Linked DNA regions of Anser cygnoides: region 2 is linked to region 1. The links are chromatin contacts, called in public Hi-C maps. All regions are on one chromosome and are shown on one strand. Each heading gives the region's core, a stretch centred on a gene start, on an enhancer-like site or on the middle of the called end of the contact. The rest is flanking DNA. Distances are from core to core; before and after follow the strand shown.

Region 1 (6,062 bases), core at 1,756-4,255:
TCGCAGAGGTGACCTGGGGACACGTGAATCACCTCGAAGCAGCCCTGGACTTTTGCCTCATGTCTATACCAGGTGTTTCACGGCACAGTTTGCTTTATGCATACCTCTTTCTTGAGATACCGGGAACCAAAAAAAAAAAGCAGGCTGTTTCATTTTCTCTCCGTTGGTCATTAAAATAGTATAGATGCTTTATAACACGCATGCCGCAGCTCAGGTCCAAATAGGGGTTAGGAGGAAACTCAGAGTGCTGGCAGTAAAAAAATACCAAAACAACCAAAACAACCCCCCCCCCCACTTCCCTCCTAATTACAGTTTGACATCATGAGCGGGCGAGCGAGTGGTATTTATTAATCTCATCCCCTGGAGCCAACAACACCGCCGAGTCAGGGTCCGGGAAAATCTCTGAGTCACATGGAGATGCAGAGCCAGGAAATGTCAGTGAAAGATAAAGAAGCAAATAAAGAAGTAAATATTAAGGCAAGAGAAATTGGAAGCTGGTGGCAGCTTCCTGGAAGAAGCCGCAAGCATTGAGAGGCAGCCTGGGCTGGCTGGGGCTAGGAGCAGACTGTAGTCTTGGGTTAAATGTCAGCGTGGAGCTTGGTTGGCAAACGAAGGCACATCTTGCCTCACGATGTAAAAGAGGAGCACTCAAGTCTGACCCACAGCCCTGGAATGTAAACTGGAGTCCTTCTTCTAATTGCAAAAGCAGCCAGTGCCTCTGCGGGGGGAGCGGGACCTGTTTCGGTCTCTGTTAGTTCTCATACCAGGTCCAATCTTGTGATTTATGGGCTAGGGCTGGACGATGCCAGTGGCTTTGGACTCCCGGTGGCTCCAAAGGCAAGTGGTTTCAGCTCAGGATTGGGCTGAGAGGGGGCTTTTGGTGTGAAGCACTGCTTTGGATGGGCAAAAATCACTGTGAATTCTGCCTGAGTTCAGCAAATGATTGCAGATGAAAAGAAAAAAGTGGGAAACATCATACATATATATTTTTTAAAGCTAGGATTCAGGCATCTTCTGACAGGCCCTGCCTCCTAAAGTTCATGCAGTTTTCTTCCATTCTTTGCTAGGGATGGGAGGTTTTTGTCTCTAGGCAAGCAGCAGAAAGGGGAAATTTGAGGAAAGATGCAGAGGAATCAAGGACCCGGGAGGCCCTGCTGCTCAGCATCGGCTGTCCCTGCCCCTGCAGGCTGAGCTCCAGGTGCTGGGTTGGGGTGTCTGAAACAACAAGATGCCAAGGCTGCGTGTGACTTTTGAAAAATTACACAGAAAATGTCTTTATATACATATACATATATATATATATATTCTCCTATTTTAAAGTCGAGGTTTCCCACAAGACCTTAATTATTTCAATGTACAACTCTGTATAAACAAGCAGAGAAACAGGTTAGCAGAGAATTAGACCTCTCTCCTGCACCAGTGGAGGGGAAACGTCTCTGTCTGAGGGCTTCAGGCAGAGCTGGCATGTGTTTGCCAGAGCTGCTGAAGACATTCGAGTTTCACTTCACTGTGGGAACTTCGGCTGTGGTCGAGCCTGCCGTCACTGGCAACATCACATAGTTTTGATGCAAAGCTTTTACTCGCATGGAGAAATTTATTATTTTTTTCTTCTACAACTGCAGCCCTGGCTGGGGAAATGAAGGATGGGGCCTTTGCACGGCTCTGGTTATAACACTGGTTATGTCTGACCATGAGGCAGAAAGCAGACGTTTTCACTTTTCTATCTCTACTCCTTGTATGCAGCAGCAAACTGCAGCCCGCAGCGAGGAGGAAGTTGCTGTTTTAGATTTCCTTTCAGGTGCAGCCTCTTACGGCGTGACTCATTTTGTGTTTATCATTGACACATGACTGCTTCTTTCCTTCTTTCTTTCTTTCTTTCTTTTTCTTTCTTTCTTTCTTTCTTTCTTTCTTTCTTTCTTTCTTTCTTTCTTTCTTTCTTTCTTTCTTTCTTTCTTTCTTTCTTTCTTTCTTTCTTTCTTTCTTTCTTTCTTTCTTTCTTTCTTTCTTTCTTTCTTTCTTTCTTTCTTTCTTTCTTTCTTTCTTTCTTTCTTTCTTTCTTTCTTTTTCTTTCTTTTTCTTTTCTTTCTTTCTTTCTTTCTTTTTCTTTCTTTCTTTCTTTCTTTCTTTCTTTCTTTCTTTCTTTCTTTTTCTCTTTTTTCTCTCTCTCTCTCACTCTTTCTTTCTTTCTCTTTTTCTTTCTTTCTTTTTCCTTCTCTTTCTTTTTCTCTCTCTCTCTCTCGCTCTCTTTCTTTCTTTTTCTTTCTTTCTTTCTTTCTCTTTCTCTCCTTCTCTCTTTCTCTCTTTCTTTCTTTTCCTTCCCTCCTTCCTTCCTTCCTTCCTTCCTTCCTTCCTTCCTTCCTTCCTTCCTTCCTTCCTTCCTTCCTTCCTTCCTTCCTTCCTTCCTTCCTTCCTTCCTTCCTTCCTTCCTTCCTTCCTTCCTTCCTTCTCTCTTTCCTCATAGTTTGGTCTGAAATAACTAGCTCTTTAACTTCTGAGGATGTCTTTTGCAGCTGATGTGTATGTGAAACATAAAGAACCACGGCCAGGAGCTGACTCATCTCCACTTCCCATGGTTCTGTCTACACTGCACCACACCTAGGCTGAAGGCAGGACCAATGCTGCATGCACTAGCCAGAGTGAAGGAAAAGTTTGGCAATGAATTAGTGGGAGAGAAGAGGGAATGTGGATACAGTGCTTTTGGTCTACTCAAATCATGATATTTTCTGTGTCCTGTGGTAGCCATGGGACTGGGGGCCCTGTGGCATGGGGATCTCTTTGCTGTTTGACACTTCTCTGGACAAACTAAGAGCAAACCTTCATCCCCAAGCATGCACAGCCCCAAGGGAAAGAGGCAAAACTGTGCCCAGAGATGTAGAGGGACCCAAGAAGTCCAGATCTAAATGGTTTAGGCAGCCAGAAACTGCAGTCACTGCTATCAGAGCATGCCATCCCCTCTTCTGCTGCCCGTCCCCCTACCACGTGTGGCTCCTTCTCCCACTGACTCCTACATCTGCATGGCCTCGACAACATAACCCTCCGACAAGGTCTGAAGTGAGTGGATTCAGTTGCATCTCACATGCCTCGCTGCTCAGTCCCATGATTTTGCATTGTTGTTTCAGGTTCTTCTTCCTTTTTGTCCTCATTTTGCTCTTTTGAACCTTCTCTGACCTCTTATGGGGCTTATTTCTGCCTCATGCCAACTTCTGGTAGGCTCTGGAAGGCTGTTTCTCTCAAGGTTGATGGTGGATAAGTCAGGAAAGGTTGTCGTAATATCTTGTAAGCACATGTAGAAATATAAACTTTGATTAAAAAAAGAATTCAGGTGTTTGCAATTTCCTTTTTTGGCTGACTCTAAAGAAATCTCTGTCCCATTTTGAAGCACAGTGAAAACAAGGGGAAGCACCGGTTTTCTCGGATGCTTCATCATATCTGATATGTTGAAAGTGATTTTGAAATCACCCTAAACTGAGATCAAAGGCTTCTGCAAGGTAATAACTCTGAAGCCCAAATTAATGCAGTTCAGAAGATGGTTAATGATTAAATGACAACTTCAGCATTGAGTTCTCTGGTTCATTAGCACCATATGATTTCAGATTGCTCCAATATCTTGGTGGCCCTGAAATCCCAGCCATATCTTTCATTCCTGTAGCCCAACTGAAAAAAAAAAAAAAAAGCCATGGGAGATAATAGCAACATTTCTGATTGCTCTCTCTAGGAGAGAGCCAAACCACATGGCACACTGTGTATTACGACACGACGGGAAGGTTAAACCAGGACTTGACCGATCACAGATGGTCACCTGTCCATCTAAAAGGATCAGTCACCCTCAAGGGGCTTTGCAGTGTTTTTATTTAGCCCAGAGGGCATGCATCTATCTCGCCATGTGATTTTTAAGCTAAAATCGGCACCCCTAAAATTGTTGGAGGCTGTCCTCTCTTCCTTTGGATACTTACAGTGTTGGTGTCTTCATGTGAGCCTGATGTCTGAGCTCCTAAGTACTCACTGGACATCTAGGGTAGCTTTCAATTGCCTGGATGCCAATGTCTGCTGCCACCTTAGTCTCTGTGATCAATCCTGCCTGGTCTTCAGCTTCTGTGCTAGAAGAGCAGATGTCCCCTGTGTTCCTGTATCACATCTGTCAGTCTTGAGCAAGTGTCTCAGATACCTTTGGGCACTGCAAAAGTTTCCAGATGTTTAAGCACCTGTATCCTGCCCCTACTTGGTATCTAGATCTTGGGATCTAGAAAGCTAATTCCACGCATAAGTATCTAGGACCACTTGAAAGGCATCCTGTGTGGGTTCCAGGTGTCTCTCCAGGTACCCTGGTCTTCCACAGGTGCTGTGCAACATCTGAAAGTCCTTTCCAGATGTTTCAAGCATTCAAGGGTGTCTCAAATTGCAATAAATGTCTTTATGTTACTAAAACAAGCAATCAAATCAAGCTCCTGAATTTGTCCCCAGCCAGCTCCACCAGGCAGAGAGAACCAGAAGTGGGATTTTGGTGTCTGCTTGGAAGAGCTGGGCTCTGGATGAGTCAAGGAAGAGAGACTTAAGACAGCAAGAGACTGTGGTTATTAGTGAGAGCAGAAAGGAAGGGCAGGAAGGAAGTGGTCTGGCAGAAAAACAAGGAAGTCTCTACACTTGTCCTGTGTTTCCTTTCTCACTTGACTTGTTTTCTGTTTCAAACACTGTTGTTGGTAGCGCTGTAGACCACGCAGAAAACTGGGTGGTTTGGGCATTGCAATTACAAACTTCCTTCTTGCTAGTCTAATAAAAAGCCAAAGGAGAACATAGCACAAAGAACACTGCCCATGTTTGACACCTTCCTTATTTACCAGAGAGTCATCATCTTTGGTATTTAATGGTTCTGTAAAATTCTGAGGGGTTGCACTACAGTGTAAGTGATAAACGTGATAGAGACATGTTACGTAAAGGCTATAGTTTGAAGGCTGTGAAACAGGACCTGCTGGGCAGAAAAGCTGAAATCTCAGGTTTGGAGGATACAGAAATGTGAATCAGAGATGAGCCCGGGGAGTTACGCAGCTTGCAAAACATCCTGCCCTGACTGGGAAGTGGTCTTTCTTATCTCTGGCAGCCATTGTGGAGAGTACAAAATTAAATGAATAGCATAGCTCTTTGAGAACATGCAGGTGAAGATGCCTGCACAGCTTCTGGGGCTTACTGGCAACACATTCTGCCTCCCTTTGGCACCTTCCAATTTCAGATATTTAGGGTTGGAGGTGGCCATCATCTCACCCCAGTTCAGGACCTTGATTCACTTGCTCGAACTTGCTCCAGGCCTGAAAGGTCTACGTGGAGCTGGCAGATATGACCCAGGATCTGCAAGACAACAAATCTACCTTTGGGATTGGCAGCTGGAGGCTAGATAGGTCATGTCAGCTGGCACTGGACACCCCAACTGTAAGGGATTTCCATAGCATTAGGGCAGTAGAGTGAGATCTAAGGACTGGGTCCATAGAGATACCAAGGTGTGGGACCTCCATTCAGACTTAGTCACCCGCAGACCTTTATGGATATACTCCGACTCACCTTCACCCAGTTTGCACACCTTTGGCAAGTGGCTGCTCCAACTAAAACTTAGAGATTGTGTCAGAAAAATCATTACAAACCAGCCCTGAAAGCCCCAGGGATAGCTAAGCAGATTGGAAACATGGTGTAAAAAGGCAGCTGCTGTGCATGAGGCTTGAACATCGGCTTTGAAGAGTGATGATCCAGACCTTTCTCAAGCATCCCATGAATTTTCAAAAAAGAAAGAAAGAAAGCTGGAATTTAATAAAATACAGGTTTTCTTTTCTTTCTTTCCTTTTTTTTTTCCCCTCTCTTTTTATTTTTTCCCCTAGCTAAATTGCTTTCCTTATTCATTTCAGTTTTCCCAGACATTTCCACAGAGCAACTAAGAGTCATTTTTTTATTGACCTGTTTCCACTATCGGCACCTTGCTTCCAGTAAAACCACAACCCATTCCATTTGTTTTCACACTCATAGACAAACACATTTATCTGCTCACTGCCCTTCAATGGCAGGCAGCTTCTATTGGATTT
Region 2 (5,590 bases), core at 2,678-5,177, 60 kb before region 1:
TCGTGGGGGCAGGAGAGGAAGGAGGGATGCTGGAAAACGCACAAGGGGGGGTGGGTCTGGGGGCTCCTAAGGGGTCTGTGGCTGAAACCTGAGCTCTGTCATTATCAGCTGGGCTGGTAGCAGGAAGGGAGGTGGTGCCCCGTGATTGCTGCACACGAGTTGGATTAAACATCTCTTCCCCGGGCTGAGAGCGGTCTGGAGGGCGTCCTTGCACGTATCACATGGGGCCAGATAGGTCTCGCCTTGCTTAACCCTCTGGAGTAAGGTCTTCATCACGAGCCAGACATCCATGTCCCCCCAGGAGGCAATGGGCAAGCAGGATCAGAGGAGGGGTGGTGATGGTGGATGGGGTCTACAGCCCTAAGGGGACCCCTCCAAATCCAGTGCCCACAAGGAGAGCCAGATGCTTGGCTTCACGCTGGCAGCACGCAGCCGAGATGGATCCAACCAAAGGGCTAGGGAAGATGAGCACCCACCATAGAGGGGAGAACAGCAGGCTTGAAAAACCAGCCCTGACCCAGGTCCTTCCTCCCTACATCACACCAGCCTCCCGGACCGATCCACTCCCCATCAGCCGAGCTGTCTGGAGATCTTGGAGACTGTGACAAAAACCCCAAATTCAGCCCTGGAGCCACTTGTAGGGCAGAGACCTGCTCTGCTGCACCTACTGACCCCGCTACAGGCGTGCTGGATGTCCCACAGCACCTCCAAACCGGTGCCGGAGCCCTGGTTTGCAGTGTCCCCTCTGGGGGCACGCGGATGTCTTCTGGCCCTATTTCTGCTCGTTGAGGTCACGGGAGCTCTTTGAATGGTTAGGGGGAACAGAGGTGCTTTTGGCACACGAGTACGAAGGGAAGGGGCAGGCCAGTGCCACATCCTGGTGCTATTTTTTCTCCGCGTCCCTTTATTGCGCTCTTCCCTTAAATCACAACCCGTGTGTGTGTGTTCAGGTGGTAACACACCCTGCTGCAGACTTTTCCAGGGCGATTCCAGCTCAGGGCGGAGATGTGCCTTTCTGCAGGTTCCTGGTCCTTAAGCGGGTATTTTCTCTCCCCTTTCTGCTGCTTTCTGGCTTGCAAACCCGTGCACTGCTGCGTTTGCTGCTCACGTCAGCTCTCGCTCCTCTCCTCTCTGCTTTCCCGGCACTCCTCGGCATTTCGGCTCGAAGGGGGATTTACGAGCACGGGTGAATTGCTCCTCCGGGTGACGCGGCTCAGGAGAAGCAGGCGGGAGCTTCTGGGGGGGTCTGAGTGTCCCGGCCCCCCCTTGAGTCCGTCCTGGTGTCCGTGCCCGTGTGGGCGTCTGCTCACAGCCATCTGCTCAAAGGGCAGGCAGGAAATGTGCAGCGGAGCTGTCTCTGGCTTCCCTGACTCACCGGCTCGTGCTTTCATTAAACCATCGCCTTGTTTTCAGCCATCACCTTTCCTGGAAGACTGGAAACTCCCTCGTGTCCCGCTTTCCCCCCGGAATGTGCTTCTTACCGGGGTGATTTCCTTGTGGCTCTTGGTTTAATTTGAGCTCCTTTTGCCTCGCTGGCTTCTGGAGCAAAAACACGAGCAAATGACCCAAACTCACAGGTATCCGTGCCCACATCCCATCCATCCGAGCACGTCCGTGCTCTCCTCAACCCCAGGAAAGCACTTGACGAGTATGACCTCTCCACTGTCTTTGTGACATTAAACTTTTTTTAGCTTTCATAGCATTCATTAAGAGCTTTCAATGGGTTTAAGGAGTCACCGTGTCCAGGGGTTGTGCTGGAGCTGGACCCACCGCCCAGCTTTAAATGGGGGCAGGAGGCTTAGGGCTGTTTCAGGGGGGCTGTGATGTCCAGTGGGGATTTTGGGGACCCACGGAAACCAGACGGTGGGTTAAGCGGGTTGTCAGAGCCTCTCAGACTTCCTGAGTCTGGGAATTTAAACCACGTAAAGATGTAATTCCTGATAGCATTCCCTAAGCTGGGAGCAGGCAGACGTGCCTCCAACCTGCCTTCCCAGGGCCAGACACCCAGCAGGCAGCTCGGGCTGCTGGAGGAACCCTCAAAGAAACCCTCCTCTTGGTCTCCAGCCTCCCTCTTGCACCGATGGAGGACTCTCCCATCCCATATTTACATGACGAACAGGCAGTGGCACAACCCAACTGCTTTTTACGCGTGCCACCAGCTGAACACCGTGCCCAGTGACCACCTCATGTCAAAAAAGCCCACCTAGGCGTGCGTCACCCCTTCCCAACACACCCTCAACTACAGGGAAATTCGTCTTGCCGTAAAACAACCCTGCCTCCCTCCCCATCGCCTCCCTGCTGCGATGACAGGAGCTTCATCCCTGCATTCTTGCGTGTGGCAGGAGCCATCCCGCCTGGTGAAGGCGAGCTCCGGAGGTGTTCGCCTAAAATCAGATGACCGCGGGCTCTTCGCCGAGGGACGTGGGAGGATTTCAAAACCAGCAGCCGGCAAGGCGTGATCGCTCTTTGCCTGCCGCGTGCGTGCACGCACGCACACGGGTGCTGCCTTCAGTCTCCACAGGGCACCCAGCAGTTCATGAAACACAGACACATTTTCACAGCTGAAAGGCTGAAAAAAAAAAAGGTGATCAGGGATTTTTATTTAGTTAGTTTTTACCCCAGGGGCATCATGCTGTTGGTTCGTATTTGGCTGCTGAGTTTCTTCGCCCCTCTCCCCAGTCCTTTATTCCCCATCTAAGGGTTTAATCCCCATCTGAGTCCTTTAATCCCCATCTGAGATTTATCACTTGTGGCAAGGGAAACTGAGGCAGGGGAGGGTGCAGCGCTGTGCTGGTGGCTGTGGCTTTTTGGAGACCTTCAGGACCCGAGCAGAGAGGCGCAGGGCTGCAACGAGCCCGTGCTATTTCTAGCAAAAGCAGTGATTTGATGCCATGGGACGACAAGTCTGACGCACTGTACCTGGCTGCTCATGGCCATGACACTGCTACTGTACCGAAACGGGCTGTCCCCAACCTCCCCGTGCCCTGGGGCTTCATGGGGAGCTTTGGTGAGACAACCCCGGGGCACCTGCTGGTGGCTCTGCCCCAGGATTTGTGATCACGCTGTCCTCTACGTGTCTGGCTGCATCCCATCCTGGGCAGAGCATCCCTCCGGGTGCCATCCCCACTGGAGCCCGGTGCATCCCCAGTGATTTGGGGCCACGCACACAATTCTGCAGGGTGCTTGCAGTCTTGCTGCCGGTTCCTTTCCGGCAGCAGCGTGGCAGGGATCCAAACCCCTTATCTGCAGCTCCAGCGCACTCCGCATCAAACCTGTCCCTGCCGGAGCACGCAGCATGTGTCCCCTGTCCCAGGGCAGGGACATCCCGGTGTGCATCGCTGCTCCGCACCTTAGGGTAGTGTGACACATGGCTTGAACATCAGCCCGTGTAGGTGTTAAAACCCCACCCAGAGAGATTTGGGTTGGAAAGTGGGGAAAGCTGTATTTGTTCTGGGAACAGATTATCTGAGCTCAGGCTGCAGAGGCTGGGGTGTACAAATATCTCCCTGTGAAACAACCCAGGTAGAAACGGCGCTGCTTTGGGGCTGGGGAACATGAAATATTAAATTTACTAGAAAAAAAAAAGGAGGTGCTGCTGTGTTCCCGAGCAGCCTCAGCCCTGGTTTTGGCTCGCCTGGTAGGACCGGCAGCAGGTTTTTGGGCAGGGACACGGCAGGGCTGGAGTTAAACCAGCTGCAACACAAAACCCCTTCCAGACGAGATGATTTATTTCCCTCCCCGAGCACTCCTCTTGGCAGCTCGCTTGCCCGAGCTGACCCGGGGAGAGCCCTATTGCAGGGCAGCAGGGTAAACTTGTTTACGGCTTCTTTTCTGGCAGGCACGCGGCGGATGGTGGGGCCGTGGGGCTTCCGAGCACATGCAAGCCCGCGGAGCGTGCACGGGCTGTGCACGCCCTGCTCACGCGTGCGCGAGGAGGATGTCCTCGCTGCATCCACTTCCCCAGTCACCAGCAGGGACACGGGCAGCAGGAGCTGGTGCCTGGGTCTCCTCCACCGAGGAGATTTCTAGGAAAGCTCGGGAACAGCTCGGCTTGGTAAACAGCAGAATTTGTTAAACTCGCTAGGATTTATTGCGAGTGGTTCCAGGGTAAAATCGGGCATCCTGCCTCCTGCACTCACATCTATTTTCAAGCCCCCAAGGGGGACGGAGCCCCCCTGCCCGTGCACAAATTTCAGTCCCTGGGGTGCTCTGGCTGCTCCTGCACTTCTGGTGCCTTGCTCGTGGGCTTCAAGGCAGGGACTAAATGCCCACCACAGAGCTGATTTCTGTGTTGGGATGCAAGGAAACCAAGTTATTCTGCCCCTAAAAATACAGATGGGCACTGCCAGTTTACTCTGCATGAGTGGAGAATAAATTTATCGTAGCCAGGGATATAATTTTGGAGGAAACTGGTCCTTTCAACCCAGGGTGTGACCTGGGCAAACATCCAACCTTGATGCCAATAGGAGACTGTAGCACGCCCAGGGCAGAGATCGGAGTTTTTGACTTGGTTTTAATCCTGCTCAATGATTTTCTTAGAAAGCCCTCTGATTAATGAGGGATTTCTAACAGGAGCAGCAGGATGTGGCAGGGGCTGGGGTTTGGGCTTTTGCAGCCCAAGGAAGCTCCTTCACCCCAGCACCACGGGATGCTGCCCGGTTTTGTGCCAACACCACTGCTCCGGGGACGGACCCACACTGCGAAACAACACTACCTTTGCAAAAAATAATAAAAAATAAATTTAAAAAAGCTGTTATATTTTCTCCAGTCTGGGTCCATTTCCCAGCTAGAGACCCAGGTCCAGCTGACAGCTGAGGACAGGGCTCTGGGGTGCGATGAGGGAATCTGAAACAGCTTTGCTACCAAAATTGCTGTGTTTTGAACCGTGCCCTGAGTGGGATGAGTCAAGGCAGAAGAGGCACCTGTCAGCAGTGATATGTTTGCTTGTTTCTCCAAGGTTTCTTTGCCAAAGGCAGGCAGTGGGTTTCCACCTCAGGAGCTGGGAACAACACGTGCATGTGGGAGCACGGTCTGCAAACCCTTTGGTCCTCTTAAACGTGAAATTGCCTCTGGTTGCTGCTGGGTTTCCTCTTCCTCAATCTCTCTTCCCCTCTTTTGTCTTTTTTATTTTTTATTTTTTTAATTTTTGGGTGCAGCTGAGCTGCTCAGAAACTAACCCAAGTCAAACACCGTGAATCCGAGAGCAATTTAACAAACCATCAAAGAATGCCCAACAAATTGTTGTTGCAATGGCAGCGATTTGCGTAACTTGGTGGAGAACACGTGGGTGGAAAGAGGGCTTTTCTAGAGACGGATTTACAGTCTGAGAGCCAAATTTTGGAGAATCTATTGGTACCTTTTCTGGTTTGGGCTCTGGCTGTGCTACCGGGCTGTGCTTGCAGCCGCGGGGTTGAGTTGGCGCTGTCGCCGCGGTGGCTAACGGCCCGGCTACGAACGAGACGAGACAAAGCAGCGAGGGATGTGGCTGATGTGTGCCAGGGCTTAGTCACCCCGTTTCATCGATGACTTGACTCTGTCTGAATGCAAAATGACCAGATTTTAAAGTAGCATCAGAAGGCAGCAGGGATGG

Evidence for each region. Hi-C and Micro-C count contacts between places; a contact is called where the count stands out from the background.
Region 2: a Hi-C map of liver shows a contact between it and region 1, with 1.6 times the contacts expected there. The contact joins two enhancer-like sites. A contact is called at or near these places in 2 of 7 Hi-C or Micro-C datasets (blood and liver).

What each region holds. Positions count from the first base shown.
Region 1 is chr1:4,085,851-4,091,912 of Taihu_goose_T2T_genome, forward strand. It overlaps LOC106038691 (a long non-coding RNA gene), which reads left to right. Exons shown (of 3, transcript XR_007162806.2): 3 at 1-85. Among named protein-coding and RNA genes, the nearest start is that of PFKFB3, 67 kb to the left of the region's middle. Within about 2 kb of position 3,006, at least 1 of the 3 cell types and tissues checked has open chromatin away from gene starts, as enhancers often do. A contact at or near this core is called in liver, where this site is marked.
Region 2 is chr1:4,025,219-4,030,808 of Taihu_goose_T2T_genome, forward strand. All of the region lies in intron 1 of PFKFB3 (6-phosphofructo-2-kinase/fructose-2,6-biphosphatase 3), which reads left to right. It overlaps LOC125182647 (a long non-coding RNA gene), which reads right to left. Exons shown (of 4, transcript XR_010833828.1): 3 at 5,357-5,537; 4 at 2,351-2,569. Among named protein-coding and RNA genes, the nearest start is that of PFKFB3, 6.2 kb to the left of the region's middle. Within about 2 kb of position 3,928, at least 2 of the 3 cell types and tissues checked have open chromatin away from gene starts, as enhancers often do. A contact at or near this core is called in liver, where this site is marked.